Regions from separate parts of the Lactuca sativa genome. Here region 2 is linked to region 1. The links are chromatin contacts, called in public Hi-C maps. All regions are on one chromosome and are shown on one strand. Each heading gives the region's core, a stretch centred on a gene start, on an enhancer-like site or on the middle of the called end of the contact. The rest is flanking DNA. Distances are from core to core; before and after follow the strand shown.

The links. A called contact is a pair of places that touch in the nucleus more often than the background predicts.
Region 2: a contact with region 1 is called in a Hi-C map of leaf, with 6 times the contacts expected there. The contact joins the promoter of LOC111901431 here to the promoter of LOC111901430 in region 1. A contact is called at or near these places in 4 of 4 Hi-C or Micro-C datasets (bud, leaf and seed).

Annotation. Positions count from the first base shown.
Region 1 is chr2:190,596,488-190,604,134 of Lsat_Salinas_v11, forward strand. LOC111901430 reads left to right here and starts at 3,512. Exons shown (of 4, transcript XM_023897280.3): 1 at 3,512-3,696; 2 at 4,292-4,425; 3 at 4,598-4,716; 4 at 5,209-5,664. The coding sequence starts at 4,338. The coding sequence ends at 5,322.
Region 2 is chr2:190,892,020-190,899,666 of Lsat_Salinas_v11, forward strand. LOC111901431 (glucomannan 4-beta-mannosyltransferase 2) reads left to right here and starts at 3,855. Exons shown (of 9, transcript XM_023897281.3): 1 at 3,855-4,505; 2 at 4,668-4,766; 3 at 5,244-5,496; 4 at 7,209-7,319; 5 at 7,407-7,543; 6 at 7,647. The coding sequence starts at 4,173.

The DNA of each region.
Region 1 (7,647 bases), core at 2,262-4,761:
CTAAGCCACACAGGTTGTGTTGTATGCAGGACAATCTTGTACAACCTGTTCTTTGAACGTTGTACCTTCATTATCAACCTGTTGCTAGCATCATGAACCCTTAAGAATTCATGAAGCATCTCGATCTTGTATCCCACTTATGTCATCTGTCCTAGGCTAAGTATATTACTTTGTAAAGCTGGGATGTAATATACCTCAAAGATGACTTGTTGCTCTCCATTTTTGCATTCCAAGAGAATTGTACCCCTTCCTTTGATCTGAACTTTAGACCCATCCCCAAAACGCACCTGCCCTGTTACTCTTTCATCAAGTTCTGCAAAGTACTCACGCACCCCTGTTATGTGGTTACTGGCCCCATTATCCAAGTACCATGTATCCTTCTCATTTTCTTTTGTTGCTGGGAACACTTTGTCTTCATTAAACAGTACCCAGTTATCTATATCTTCACCCCAGACAGTTAATAAAAGAGCATGTTCTTCTTCATGTACCTGTGTGAGATTGACATCAGCCTCCTTCCTCTTAGGATCGGGGCATTCCGATGCATAGTGTCCAAACACATCACAGTTGAAGCACTTTATTTGACTCTTGTCTCTTCCCTTTACTTGACCATTGTCTCGAGATTGTTGGTGATTACCCCGACCACCTCTACCCCTTGAGCCTCCTCTTCCTCCACGATGGCCTCCTCGACCTCCCCTCTCGCTGTGAGATGAGCCACGGCCTCTTCCTGCTGAGTTGGTGGAGTTTTTGTTTGACTTTTGACCCATTTGCTCCTCTGATCGGGTGAGCAACAGACCAGCTTCAACATTAGTGGTTTCGGTGCGACTTCTCAACCGATCCTCATACACTTTAAGTCTTCCTATAGCTTCTTCAAATGGCATGGTATCGAAATCTGAATATTGTTCAATGGAGGCTACAAGTTGTAGATACTTTTTTGGGATAGAATCAAGCAACTTCCTCACCAAAGTGCTGTCTTCTATTGTTGCACCAAGACTGATGTATTTTGAGTTAATACCACTCAACTTTCCTGCAAATTCATCTATGGTCTCTCCTTCTTTCATCCTCAGTGCATCAAACTCACTCTTGAGTGAGTGCAATCTTGCCTTTTGCACTCGATCTGCACCCAGGTACCGAATTTTCAAAGATTCTCACACTTCTTTTGCAGTTTTCTTCTTGGCCACCTGCATGAAAATATCCTCTGGTATTGCTTGGAAAATGTAGGCCCATGCCATCTTATTCTTCTTCTCGTCAACAGTCACTCTGACAGTTGGTTCTATGGATTCCCAAACACCTTGAGCATCCATGATAGCCTCCATCTTGATTGCCCACGTGGTATAGTTTGTTGAAGTCAACAATGGACATTGGAACGACACACCACCGTTATCTCTTGGTACCTGTTGACTGGAACCTGTCATGTTGTCATGTCTTATGTATTTGGGCATAAATAAGAAAGCTCTGATACCAAGTGTTGGATCAGGCTCGTGTAAAGATCAAAGGTAGTATACCCAAATAAAGAAAAACACAGAATTGTAGGAAAAGATTCCCTGTTTTCTCCTTCTTATTTCTGATAATCAAAACAAAGACTTACAGGCTTTAAATAGCAAAACAAAACAAAGTAACTGCAAAGCTAAAACTGAATAAACGTGTGCTCCTAACTAGGTGGCAACTAAGCCACTTATTCCTATTGACAAGGTCAATTGAAGACCAAGTCAGAATTACTTTTCTTCCACAATTTCAAGCTATGCTTATTGTTGTATTTTTATGTTTGATAACTTAATTTATACATTTATTGTCTTAGATTTAGTTTGCAAAATAAGCATAATGGTTTTAAAACGCAAGGGTAGTATCGTCAATTAGAAAGCAACCATCAGAAAAGATGAACGTAGATTTAGTTTGCAAAATAAGCATAATGGTTTTAAAACGCAAGGGTAGTATCGTCAATTAGAAAGCAACCATCAGAAAAGATGAACGTGACTCCACTAATACCTTTTTGTAGTAGTTTTACTCTTGATTAAGTCTACTGTTACCTTTTTTTTTTATTGTGGTGTTTCCAAGTACTATCATTATATTACATATTCTTCCATGCAAGATATAATATGCATGGGTTTGGATAGTTGAGAATGATTTGGACAGCTGAGATGCTTAAACCACTACCAGATAGCCTAAAAAATACATAATGAGGTGTGATGTTTGGTATGGAACGTAGAAAATTACAGATTGTTTAGTTGATTTGTGTGTGTGTGTGTGTATGCTAGAGAGGGAAGAAAAGTTTAACTTTACTCTTTGTTTAGTTTTGTTAATGGCTGGCAACAATCCATTATTATTGTTAGGGACTGGTGAGAAGGCTTCATGTTGTTCTGCTGCTATTTAATTGTCCTCACCAAGTTGTGCTCCATTTTGGTTGTTGATGGTTATACATTTGCACATGCAGTCGGTATAATTGAAAGTTCACTGGAATTTTGTGTTAAACATTTGATGTGTAGTCGATTTTTCCCCACTCTTATGTAGCTGCTCAACCTTGTGCATATTACAATGTGGCTGATTTTACCCTTGGGGTCATATTTAGGCTTAATCATGCTATCTTATTTATGCTTAGTAATGTTGTTGTCTATTTAAATAGTAATTGTAAAATACATGTTTTTAAATCAGGTACAATGAGTAGAAATAACGTTTTTCATTTACTCATTAGTTAATTACTTTTTGATTTTGACATGTTAAAAAACAATGTAAAGTTGTTCCTTATGTTAAAGAGTTGTGGCGAAGATAGTTTTGTAGATTTTAATATTTATATTTTCATGATGTACTTTTTGAACGATAGTTGGGTTTTTGTTTTTTCTAATTTTAATTTGAACAATATAGTAATTTACATATTTTGCATGATTGAATTTAAAAACTGTGGCTTTGTTTGTCATATCTTTAAATTTTGTATACATTTTTAGTTTTATTTAGTATTATCAATAAAAAACGCAAATGCAAAAAATCTCAAAATAAAAAACCCTAAAATCGATAAAATCTCAAAATAAAAGACCCTAAAAACAATATAGAAGATAGATCCCAACTTCTTGAGTAGCTTTCATTGTTGGCTGTCCAAAAATTTGTTTCAATGTCACCAACAAAATTGCATAACTAAAAATTAAAGCAAAATTTTGATAAAGAAACAAAAATCAACTGAGGATAATAACACAATTATTGATCTTCAATAGGATGCTTAGTAGATATATTGAAATACTTACTTTGGTCAGTATATCATTTATATTTATATAAAAGATCATTTGTATTTATATAAAAGTATTACTAAAACAATATGTTTATAATATATTAAACTTTATATTTTTTTTTTAAATACTCACATCTGGTATTTGTTCTGTCAAAACATTGCTCGCTAGTTTTATTGTATGTCTTCGTTAAATTGTTGCTTACTTTTATGCTCGTGTTGTTGCCTTTTGTCCACAATATAAAAGGCCGAAAAAGTTGGACCATTTTCATTTGGTAAGTAAGGGCTAGCAAGGAAGAAAGCCTAATACGAAAGCCCAAGATAGTTTGTTTCGATGCCCAAAGTCCCAAACTCACATCTTTACGAATTCAGAGAATTCTTCTCCGTCAAGCTGGGCGACGACGAAGAGTCGAAGACAGGAGGGATCAGTCCGAACACCGATCTATTGTTGTTAGTTGCCAACGTTGAAAACTAGCTTTCAGAAGGTAAGATCTTTATTCCTTTTTCCGCTTAGTAATTGATGAGATTTGCTGCTAATGTCACGAACCCTATTAGGAAATATCGCGCTCCGGCTTCCTGTTTCTGGTTTATTTTTTCAAGTAATTGACTTGATTGTTTGGAGTTTATGCATTATTTAAGGAGAAGCGAAGGAACTATTGTGTTATTAATGGTGCCCATAACCTGTTTGTTAAATTGCCTAAGTGCGTTTTGCCTCCATTTTTATTTATTTTGGTTAGAGAAGCAAGGCGCTCTTTCGTTTATGCTTTCGTTAAGGGCTCATTTAGCACAGATGCAAGATAGATGTTAAGCAGGCATCACTACCATCATATCATCATATGTACAGTTTGCTAACACACATTGCTAGATTAACTGTGATTTTTAGGGACAAAAACTCAACTAACGTGACTGAAGTAACAATGCGACTGATCATTCTAGGGCTTTGCTCATATATACATTTGCTTTCTATAGTGTACATATCAATACATTGTAATCAAAATTAGATCCCTGTTATCACACATTTACGCTGTACACTTTTAGGGTTTTGACCATCTTTCTAAAGTAATGCATTTTTTTTTGTAGTTTTCTTGGGTTTGGGCTGTTTTTCTTTGGTTAAGATAACAAAAGAATGAGTATAGAGAAGGAAGAAGTGGTAGTTTTACCTAGAAGAAAAGTATCATGCACTACCTCCTTCGATAATCTCTGGTTCTGCTATTGTAAGTCTTTGCTCTCTCTCAGTTTTTCTCTTTCTCTTTCCCTGTGTATGTGTATGTCTGATTTTTATATGCACATGAGTTCAAGATTTATGATACCCTCTCATTGAATTTAGAAAAAAAAAGTATCTATACACATTTAATATGCAACTGAAACTTTTTGTGATCATGGCAGCTCCAGTACATCAATTGCAACAATATTATAGACTTGGATCCCTTGATAATTGTTCTGGGAAGTGGAATGCTATGATTGATTGCTTAAAACTGAAAACAAAAAGGTCTCACGAAGTTCAGGTACTTTCATCTCCTTATTATAATTTGTAAACAATGTATTGTTACATATTATCCCTGAACATGTTTTTCCACTCTATTTGTCAGCATTCTATGTTATGTTAAGTGTTGACATAATCAAATCTTAATTGTTTTCTTCATTTTCATGTCCTTAGCATGTAAGTAACATTAAAGTAGTGGGATGCGTGTATCATGTATGTTGTATATTATTTTAACATACATGATACATGCTAGTATGATACTATCTATCACTTGAGTCATGGGTACAAGATTATATTCCACTTGCGTGAGTGGTTTTGCTTTTCTTTTGGCTAAAGCATCTTTGATATGAAAAGGAAAGACGACACCAACTTTTCTACAAATCATCATCCATCTTTTGAATTCCTGTTTAGGAGAGCTTTTCAGGGAGCCTTTCTAGCTCTTTAATCTTTTTGTTCTTTAAAAAAAGTGAAGACTCAATTAAGAGAACTAACAAGATTCAAGTAATGAATGCAGGAAATTCTTGAAACCCGTGAGAAGGAAAAGACCCACATTTGGTCTTTTAGGACGCCAGAAGAAGCGGCATCTCATTGGAATGACTTGTTTGGACATGTAAATGATGCTGAATGAGAGGTTTATTAGGAGGGGTGTTATAGTAATTTTACTCAAAAAATGACAAAATATAGATAAGAAGAAAACTTTAATGATGAAAGCGGATGTTTTATTTATGAAATTTGTTTTGTTAATTAATGGGTAATTCGAACAATAATTACGGGGATCCATTCCCCCAAAAAGTGGTAAATTTTGTAAAACGTTATGCTCAAGTGGGCCTATGTGTCCTAGACTTTGGGTACAAAGCGATGAAAATGATTCAATGATTGTACAATGATATAGTCATTAAATGGATTTCTTGTTGAACTCGATTTAAATTAATATTGTTTAATTATCCAAAGGCAAAAAATTTAAACGTTATGATTCTTTTTGTTTATTTGTTTGTCGGTTGAAGGTGACAAATGACAACGAGGGGTATAGACTATAATAGACTATAGAGCATTGAAGTGTTATTGGCCATTAGTTTTGAGTATATCATCAATAATGATTTTTTCCCACCGACGATGTATGTTGCATCAACTTTCAATTTTCAAGTATCTCTATCAAATATCATCACATCATCATATGACAAGTATCCTAAATTGATCTTTAGACAAAATGTCATTTTTGCTTGATGTTTTTAAGGATTGTTAGTTGTGACGTGTAAGTAAATAAGAAATTAAAGATGATAAAGCAAAAGTAAAGTAGTATTAGGTAAACCAAAAGCAATGGAATGGGGTGGGGTGGCTATATTTAGTAAGAATTGGTAGGGCTAAAATGGACAAATAAAATAATGCTTTAAGGACTCAAAGTCAAAGACCAAGATTAAGAAAATTTGTTTTGAATTTTGAACATGGATTTAGGTTTTTATAATTGTGGCTTAATTCAGTGAAAGACCAAGATTAAGAAAATTGGTTTTGATTTTTGAACGTGGATTTAGGTTTAATAATTGTGGCTTAATTCGTGGAACTTGCTTACCCTGTTGATTGGTTATGTAGAAAATAACATTCAACCATAAAATCAGGATTTTGATTTTTAGTTCATGAAGATATGATATGGAGTTTGTTTATAATTAGTAATTACTAATTACATTAAAAGGAATGGTATATTGGTATATTGGTATTTTAGTATTTGCATGTTGAGGCACTCTTTCCGTCTTTCGACTGTTTGCCCGTTGAATGGTCTTTATCAAGCTTTCTTCAGCAGCTATTTAAACTTTAAAGCCTCTCCTACTACAAGTTGAATATTTGTATATTATTATTATGCCTCTACTCTTATTCCTTTTTCTTTCCTTTTCTTTTAAATCATAGATTAGAAAACTCATCTTGGAACCAAAAACCAAAAAAGTGGGTCACCTAAAAGAGGACAATCATTATGTAATGGTTAATAATTTGTAAATGTAACAAAATGTTTTTATGTATATACTTTGTACACCATTTATCACTACTATTAAAGTTATACAATCCGTTCAAAAAGCCATTAGTTTCATCGATAATAGCATGTTAAAGGCCAATTTCACCGAGTCTATGTGGAAATGGTTATTGAATTGTAACGGTAAGTAATGTTCATGTAACTTTTTTTTACATGATTAACCATTGAAATTATCATATCTTTTCAAAAAACACTACATGTTTCATGTAGTGATGAACAATCCCATACGATTTAAGAACCAATTTATGATCTGAAATTGGTTTTTGAAAACGATTCAAACCGATTTAGGAACTAGTCCAGTTTAAAGCCAAGCTGACGGTTATACAGTTTGAAGAATTTACTATTGAAAATGGTTTTCAAACCTATAAAAACTGATTTTCATATAGTAAAAAAATGCGGTTATCATTCATTATTTCTTCAAATGTTTTAGAGGTTTTTCAAGACTGTTTTTCACCCTTGTACTATCCAAGATGTATGAGATACATATTTCTAAAAATTAAAAGTTGAAAAATGTCCGAAAAAGAAAACATTACATCATGGAAAAGCAATGTGTTGCTTATTGGTCCATTTCTGATTAACAATCAAAATTTTGCTAAATTTTGAGATCGAAAGCAAACATAGGTTTTTTAAATTGGTTTTGAAGTGATCCTAACCGGTTTCTATAGGTTTATATACTTTTGCTTGGGAACGAGTTTGGACTCAATCTGATTTTAACTTTGTTGATCAAAACCAATCCGATTTTGTAAATAAATTCGGTATTATTCAGAGTACACATATATGTTTATTTTAGTAGCATTAGAATACCCAATATCCAACACTTGTTTATAATCAACATTTGTGATTAGTTTTCAATACTTTCAACCCATCTGTCAATAACTAGTTAGGAACACATCATTTAGTTAACTTATCTACAAGCGTGATGAATTCATTAAG
Region 2 (7,647 bases), core at 2,605-5,104, 300 kb after region 1:
CTTCCCTCATTCATATAAGAGCATAGGACTAGAGTAATATTGTTACTGTTGTATGATATTACAACATATCTAATTAGAATCAAACAATCTCTCAATGCAATCAATTTAGTTTATAATTGTCAAGTAATATTGTTAATTGTCTTGGATAGAATATAGATGTACATATATACCTAGGGCTGTTAATCGGGTCAACCCGATCGGGTTTCGGGTTAACGGGTCGGGTTAGTCGGGTTTTCAAAAAAAATAATTTAACCCGGTACCCGATCCTATTAAGGTATGTGTTGGTCGGGTTTGGGTTAATCGAGTTTCGGGTTAATAGGGTCGGGTTAGCCGGGTTAGTCGGGTTAATACACTAAACACTTAATTTAAACATAATATATATGGTTTTTTCAAGAGTGCAATCTGATATAAATCCAAACCATTTTTTTACTCTTTTCTTAACATCAAGAAGGCATACAAATTTAAACAAATTAAAAATAAAAGATCATGGACCTCATGGTTATTACAACATACGAGAAAACATGCATACGACAATAGCTAAAAGAGTTCTTCCATTATAAATATTAAATAGATGAACTTCAATCTCTAGTTAGCGATCAACACCATATAGTTTATTCATGTTTATAGTTAGTTTAAAGTAGAAATAAGTATCAAAATAAAATATTTACTTTCTCAGCCGCTCTAGTAATTTTGAGATGTGGAGGTTTTATATCTTTTTGGACTTCAACTTCACAAATGGGAGTTACTTGACCCTCATATGCTTCTAGAGTCACAAAAATTTACATTTTCAAAGGATTTGTAGTCTTTTTGTATAGTTCAAGTAAAGAGCAGTGGAATATGTAAAGGTTGTGAATTCCTAACCGAGTTATTTGGGTTGACCCGAAACCCGATTTTTTTGTAAAAATCAACCATAAACCCGACCCTAACTACAAATCGGGTTTGTCGGGTCAACCCGAATAATCCGATTTAGAATTCTAACCCTATTGAACCCGACCCTAATTACCTTATTCGGGTTAGGGTCGGATCGGGTTAATCGGGTTCGGTTTTTTTGACACCCCTATATATACCGTAAATAATAACACGCAACAAAGTCGAAGCAAACCTTTTCGTTTTATGAAATAAAAATGTAACAAACATTACTTTTTAAATTACTAATTATAACGGGACTTTGATGGGATTTAGTTTGTACGCCGGAATATCCTTACCATGCGACGTCGTTTCATTTGATGACAGCCGATGGATGCCGTTGACTCCGTTGTACTAATTCTTTTATCAAAGTTTCATTTTGGCCCGGTATTCTTATGAAATGGCATTTCCACTCTTCTAAGTTTCAACATATGCATGCACAGTTGCACACTTCATTAATATTAGACAAAACTGCAAAAATGGTCCCTGTGGTATGCATTTTTTTGGGGTTTTAGTCCAAACAGTGACTTTTTTGGTTTCGTAGTCCTTTTGGAGTGGTTTGTATGCAAAAATGGTCCCTCCGAAAACTGAAATGACTATAATACCCTTGAGGTATTTATTTTTCATTTTTCTTTCATTATTCTTAAAATTTAATATTTATTTATTTATTTTAACAATTAAAAAAATAAAAAAGGGCCCACCTCTCTCTCTCTCTCTCTCTCTCTCTCTCTCTCCTATGTAAACCTACAGTAGATCCAACCCTCGTTCATAATCCATTTGAACATCAAATTCCAACATCAAACATCAGAGATTCCAATTTTTTCTTGCAAACAATCGATTTCTCCGATTCCTCAATTCTCAAACAATTGATTCTCACTTTTTTCCTGCAACTTAGATTAACCCACAAACTTATAGATCTTCATCCAGTTTCACTATGAACACACACACAAGATCAAGGTATATATTCGACATCGATTCAGCAGCAAAGTGCAGGTCCAGTGATAGTGGGCTGAGGTCCACTGATTTCCTACGGATGTTGAGAAGACTCAGTTTAGTAGCTATCAAAATCGACGATGAAAAGAAACATTAGTGATGTTAGAGGAGACGATAAACAAGAATCAATTCGAATGCTCAGGGTTATACCCATTATATCACCTGATTTAAACGACAATAAATCTAGAAACATCGTCTACATACAGGTTATACACAAACACCTATTTCATTGATAATACACATAAATGAGAGACAGAGGAATCGTAAGAGAAGGAAAAAAAGAGAAAGGGGTGAGTCGATAAAGGGGAGAAATCGAGAGGGGCTATTGTAGGGAGCTGCTCCGGTGGCCGGTAAAGGGGAAGAAATCGATGCGTAAGATACGAGGGGAGGAAGGAGTAAGATACGCAATGGCTCCCTCCTGCACCGATTTCCTTCTTCTCTACCTAATGGTGCTCGAACCAGAGAAGGTTCTCGATCTGCCCAATCCTAGTGGTAGCACATCAGCTCTATTGCTTCCATCTTCCCAATACAGCGATGATTGAAAAGAAAAGAAGGAGCAAGGATTGGGGTTTGTTTAGGGTTGCTCAGATCAACAGAAAAGAAAAAAGATGGGGTGAGGCTAGAATGGTTCTATGGTGGGCGGAGATGTAGCGGTTCACGGTGGAGTTTGGTAGTCGAATGGAGGCTAGCAGGTGGTGCGGTGGCTATCTCCAGATTGCCGGAGGTAGCACAGCCCCTTCTTGTTCGTTGAAATTGGGAACGAGAGAAAGAAATGGGTATATGACCTGGAGAGAGAGAGAGAGAGAGAGAGAGAGAGAGAGAGAGAGAGAGAGAGAGAGAGAGAGAAGTGGGCCATTTTTTATTATTAAAATAATTATTAAAATAAATAAATAGATATTATATTTAAAAAAATCAAAGAAAAATAAAAAATAAATACCCCAAGGGTATTACAGTCATTTCAGTTTACTGAGGGACCAAATCCACAATGAAACTAGCTCAAAAGGACTACGAAACCAAAAAAGTCACTGTTTGGACTAAAACCCCAAAATTTTGCATACCACAGGGACCATTTTTGCAATTTTGTCTTAATATTATTACCTATAATGAAGAAGTTGTGGTCTACATATATAAGTCACAAAGTTGTAAGTGAGTGTTGTACAATGGTGAAAAACTACATCTAATGTTCATGAATTTGTTTTATTGCTGAAAATGGAAGGAAACATCGATTAATGAAGTTTCAAAATAATTCTACATACTAACATGAAGTAGCAAATTTCATCAGTAGTTCATTGTCTCAAAGAATTCAATAATATAAAATTTTCATATGTTCGTTTGGTTATGTAGGAATCCTCTTTTAGAGACATAAATTTGGTGTTTGTATCATTAAAAAGATATAATTAAAGTTTATATCACTTATATTGACGTATTATATTAAATCGTTGGCAATATACATATGTGATAATAAATCATAACACATACGATATCCTTAACATATTTAACTCATAATGTTAAACCTGGGTATTCAACTTATCTTAGGATTTTCAAATTAACCGGTGCAGAATTACTAATAATAATAATAATAATAATAATAATAATAATAATAATAATAATAATCTGTAACTATAAGGCACAAGATTTGAATAACTATTCATTTGTCTTGCCTCAACTAAGGTTAAATATTGAAGTCAACATAGTAGACAATTAATAGTTAGAATGAATATATCTAGTATATAAACGAGATAAAAATTGTCCCAAGATTTGAATAACTATTCATTTGTCTATGCGTAGGATGCTTAAAAATGTAAATACAAAGAAGTAGAGGGACTGGAATTAACAGAATGCACAATAAAGAGAAGCAAGGTAGAGTCGAAAGTCAGTAGTAGTAAAATTATTACAAAAAAAAAAAAAAAAAAAAAGTTATAAATTTGACTATAAAAAACCCTCCATCTCTCTCTCTCCTTCACTTGCTCCACTCCTCTCTTTCTCTCTCTACCCCTCTTCACTCTCCTCACCATTTCCTATCCTCTCTTCAGCAATGCCACAACACACCTCTGCTTCTCTTCTATTATGATTCGATAGAAACACAGAAGCAGTACTGTTTTGGCATAATCTGTAAGCAGAAGGAAGGAAATCAAGACAGTGTGTGTCAAAACCAACCACTTTCTCAATCTGGGTAGAGAGAGAAACCCCCAAATCTCACCCACATTTAACGAATCTCCATAGATCTACTTTCCCCTGTTTTCCCCTGTTTCAGTTGAAACCAGATAGTGAAAATGGGAGACGTTATATCCGGGAAGAATCTGATACCGGAGAGTTTTCCGGGGGCGTCGGTGGACTTGGCGGCGCAAATTGGTTTGTTATGGGACCTAATCAAGGCGCCATTGATCGTGCCATTGTTGAGATTGGCTGTTTATGTCTGTTTGGCGATGACCGTGATGCTTTTTCTCGAAAGGCTTTACATGGGTATTGTAATTGTCCTTGTTAAGCTGTTTTGGAAGAAGCCAGAGAAGCGATACAATTGGGAACCCATTCGTGACGATTTGGAAATCGGGAATTCTGCTTTCCCTTTGGTTCTTATTCAAATCCCAATGTTCAATGAGAAAGAGGTTCGTCATTTATCATTATTGTGTATGTTTTGTTTGTGCTTTTTTCCGATTTCTCGTAATTCGGAGTAATTCCGTGAGTTTCTTGTGTCCTCCTTTGTTGATTTATGAGGAATTTATGTTACGTTTGGTATTGATTCATTGAATGAATGGATGATGTCACAGGTATACAAGATCTCAATTGGGGCAGCATGTAATCTCTCATGGCCTTCCGATCGACTCGTGATTCAAGTACTCGATGACTCTACTGATTTTGTCATCAAGGTACAACTTATTAAAGCCAATTTTACCTCTTTGGTTTTATATCTAAACAGTACTACTCATCAAAGCAGAAAGAAGATTTCAATAATTACTCATCACATTCAACCTTTTTTACTTATTCAAATCATTACACCATTTTTTATTTTTGAGACCGAGTTTGGTGAATCCGTTGCCATAATTTTGTTACATGTCATAAACCAAGTAAAGTTATTAATATGGTTTTCATTGCTATTAATAGTGTTTTTCCATATGAATTTTCTTCCTAAAAATCCAAGTGAACAGTTTCTGATTCATATAATCTAAATCAATAACTACTTTGATTGGGTTTCTACAAATTAATTAAATTCTATCTTATCAAACAAGGGAATAAACTCATTTCACATTTAAAACTTAAAAAACTTGCATCTTTCAGTAAACGACAAAGGCTACTTTCACGATGTTGTTGTTTAGATTTTTGATTAGATTGTGTTTTTAATTTAGGATATGATCGAGAAAGAATGCCAAAGATGGGCAAGCAAAGGAGTTAATATTAAGTATCAAATCAGAGAAAGCAGAGGAGGTTACAAAGCCGGTGCTCTTAAAGAAGGATTAAAGCATGATTATGTCAAAGACTGTGAATACGTCACCATTTTTGACGCCGATTTCCGACCGGAGCCAGATTTTCTCCGGCGAGCCATTCCTTTCCTTGAGTTCAACCCCCAAATCGCACTAGTTCAAGCTCGGTGGCGTTTTGGTAAGTTTCTCATTCTGATTTTTCTGTTAAATCTTGATTAAATTAAATAATATTTTATTATTTTTTTCTTATTTACTTACACTTTTTAGATAAATTTTAAAGGGTAAGAAAGGGTACAGTTGACGTTGAGTCTTGTTGATGGCTAATGTTAAAAGTGTCGGTGGTAACATTTTTCTTTTTTTTTTTTTAAATAAAAAATACATCCTCTTTTTTTGTTTTTATCTCGTTAAAATTATTTAAATCATAATTTACTTATTTATTAAACTTGTACATTAATCATTTAATAGTAACACATTTAAAATACATTTTTTCTGCAACCTAATTAATGCAACCTATACGTTGGAAGTCATGAGAAAAGACATGCCAACAAGAACTACATAATTTCTTTTCTTATTTGTAATAATGCACAAACATTAATTTTCAAAGACATTTATTTTAATTAACACCGTTTACAATTTCAAACCTTTGAATACTTTTCCTGATAAAAAAAATGTTATTATCTTTACTTAAAAAGGCATTGGAAAGTGAGTTATATTATCTAAATAATTGAATAAAGAGTTGTATCGTATATGAACTTTTGACATGTACATATTTGATACCAAACTCCATCTATTTGCATGTACAAACTTTTGTTAACATTGAAACAACATTTTTGTGTAACATTTGATTAGATATTGTGTATGTGGTGGTTTTGTGGAAATAAACCAAGTTTAGAAAGTTACAGAGAGCATATCTAGAAAGTACAAGGATGAATGCTAAAAAAAGAGTAAAGTACAAGGCGATAAGATGTAAATTAATTGTTGTCCGTTGCCCAATTAGACTCCACCAATCACGGAATCGTAGCGCCCTCCACTTTGTTTACTTTGCGAGCTTATGCAGGGTTGTAACACGTGCTTAGAAAGTTGTACCCTAGTTAAAAATAAAAAAACAAATATTGGAGTTTGGAGTAAATTGACATAAATGTCCGGAAATAACTCATGGGCCACCCCACAACAGTCGGCATAAATATTGCTGGATGGTTTCGTCATTTCTACATTTATCATATATATATATATATATATATATATATATATATATATATATATATATATATATATATATATTTTTTACTTTCACACTCAAAAGTGACCTGTAATTTTTAAAGAGGAAGCAACTTCAATGTGTACAAGGGCAATATAGTAATTAGGTATGTCTGCAGTCCACGTGCATTTATGCTTCCATGATGTAGTGTACTCTGCGCATTGTCGTTGGTACAGCTGCTAGATTCTAGTTTCACACCGACGCTCTTTTCTTACCATCTGAAATATCATTTTTGTATTTTACCTACTTCCTTTTCATTTCTAGTCTAGAGTCTAGTCTACTATATATTATTATTATTAATAAATAATAAATAGAAGAACGTTATGCTAAACACCAATTCTTAATTATAAAAATTGAAAAATATCAAGATTTTTTTTTAATTAATGATTAAATAAAAAAGAGGCGATGATGATGGTGTGGTTGATATAAAGGTGATCGTGGGATGTTGACAAAAAACAAGCTGTGAGTTCATGTGCTGAATGGCGTGTTGTGTTTGTGATGTAGAGACATGTGTCATGTAGCTACGATTGATCATGGGCCCACAATATTCACACATGGACACCGCATTTACTTACTATTCACCTTTTTTCTTAAATAATATTTACAATAATTTATTTTTTTATTTGTTTCAGTGAACTCTGATGAATGTTTATTGACAAGAATGCAAGAGATGTCGCTGGATTACCATTTTACAGTGGAGCAAGAAGTAGGATCAGCTACTCATGCATTTTTTGGATTCAACGGTAATATAAATATAAATAAACAAATTTCGGCATTTATTTTTCAATAAAATAATCAAGGGGTAAGATAGTAATTAATTAAATATACAGGAACTGGTGGCGTGTGGCGGATTGCTGCCATTAATGAAGCCGGAGGGTGGAAGGACCGAACGACGGTGGAGGACATGGATCTTGCTGTTCGAGCAGGTCTTAAAGGATGGAAATTCCTGTATCTTGGTGATCTTCAGGTAAGTACATCAATTTTTCATCAAAATAAAAAAAAAATTAAAAAAAAAACTTTAATTGATGAATTGATTTTTATGATGATGAATGTTTTTTTTTTTTTTGTAGG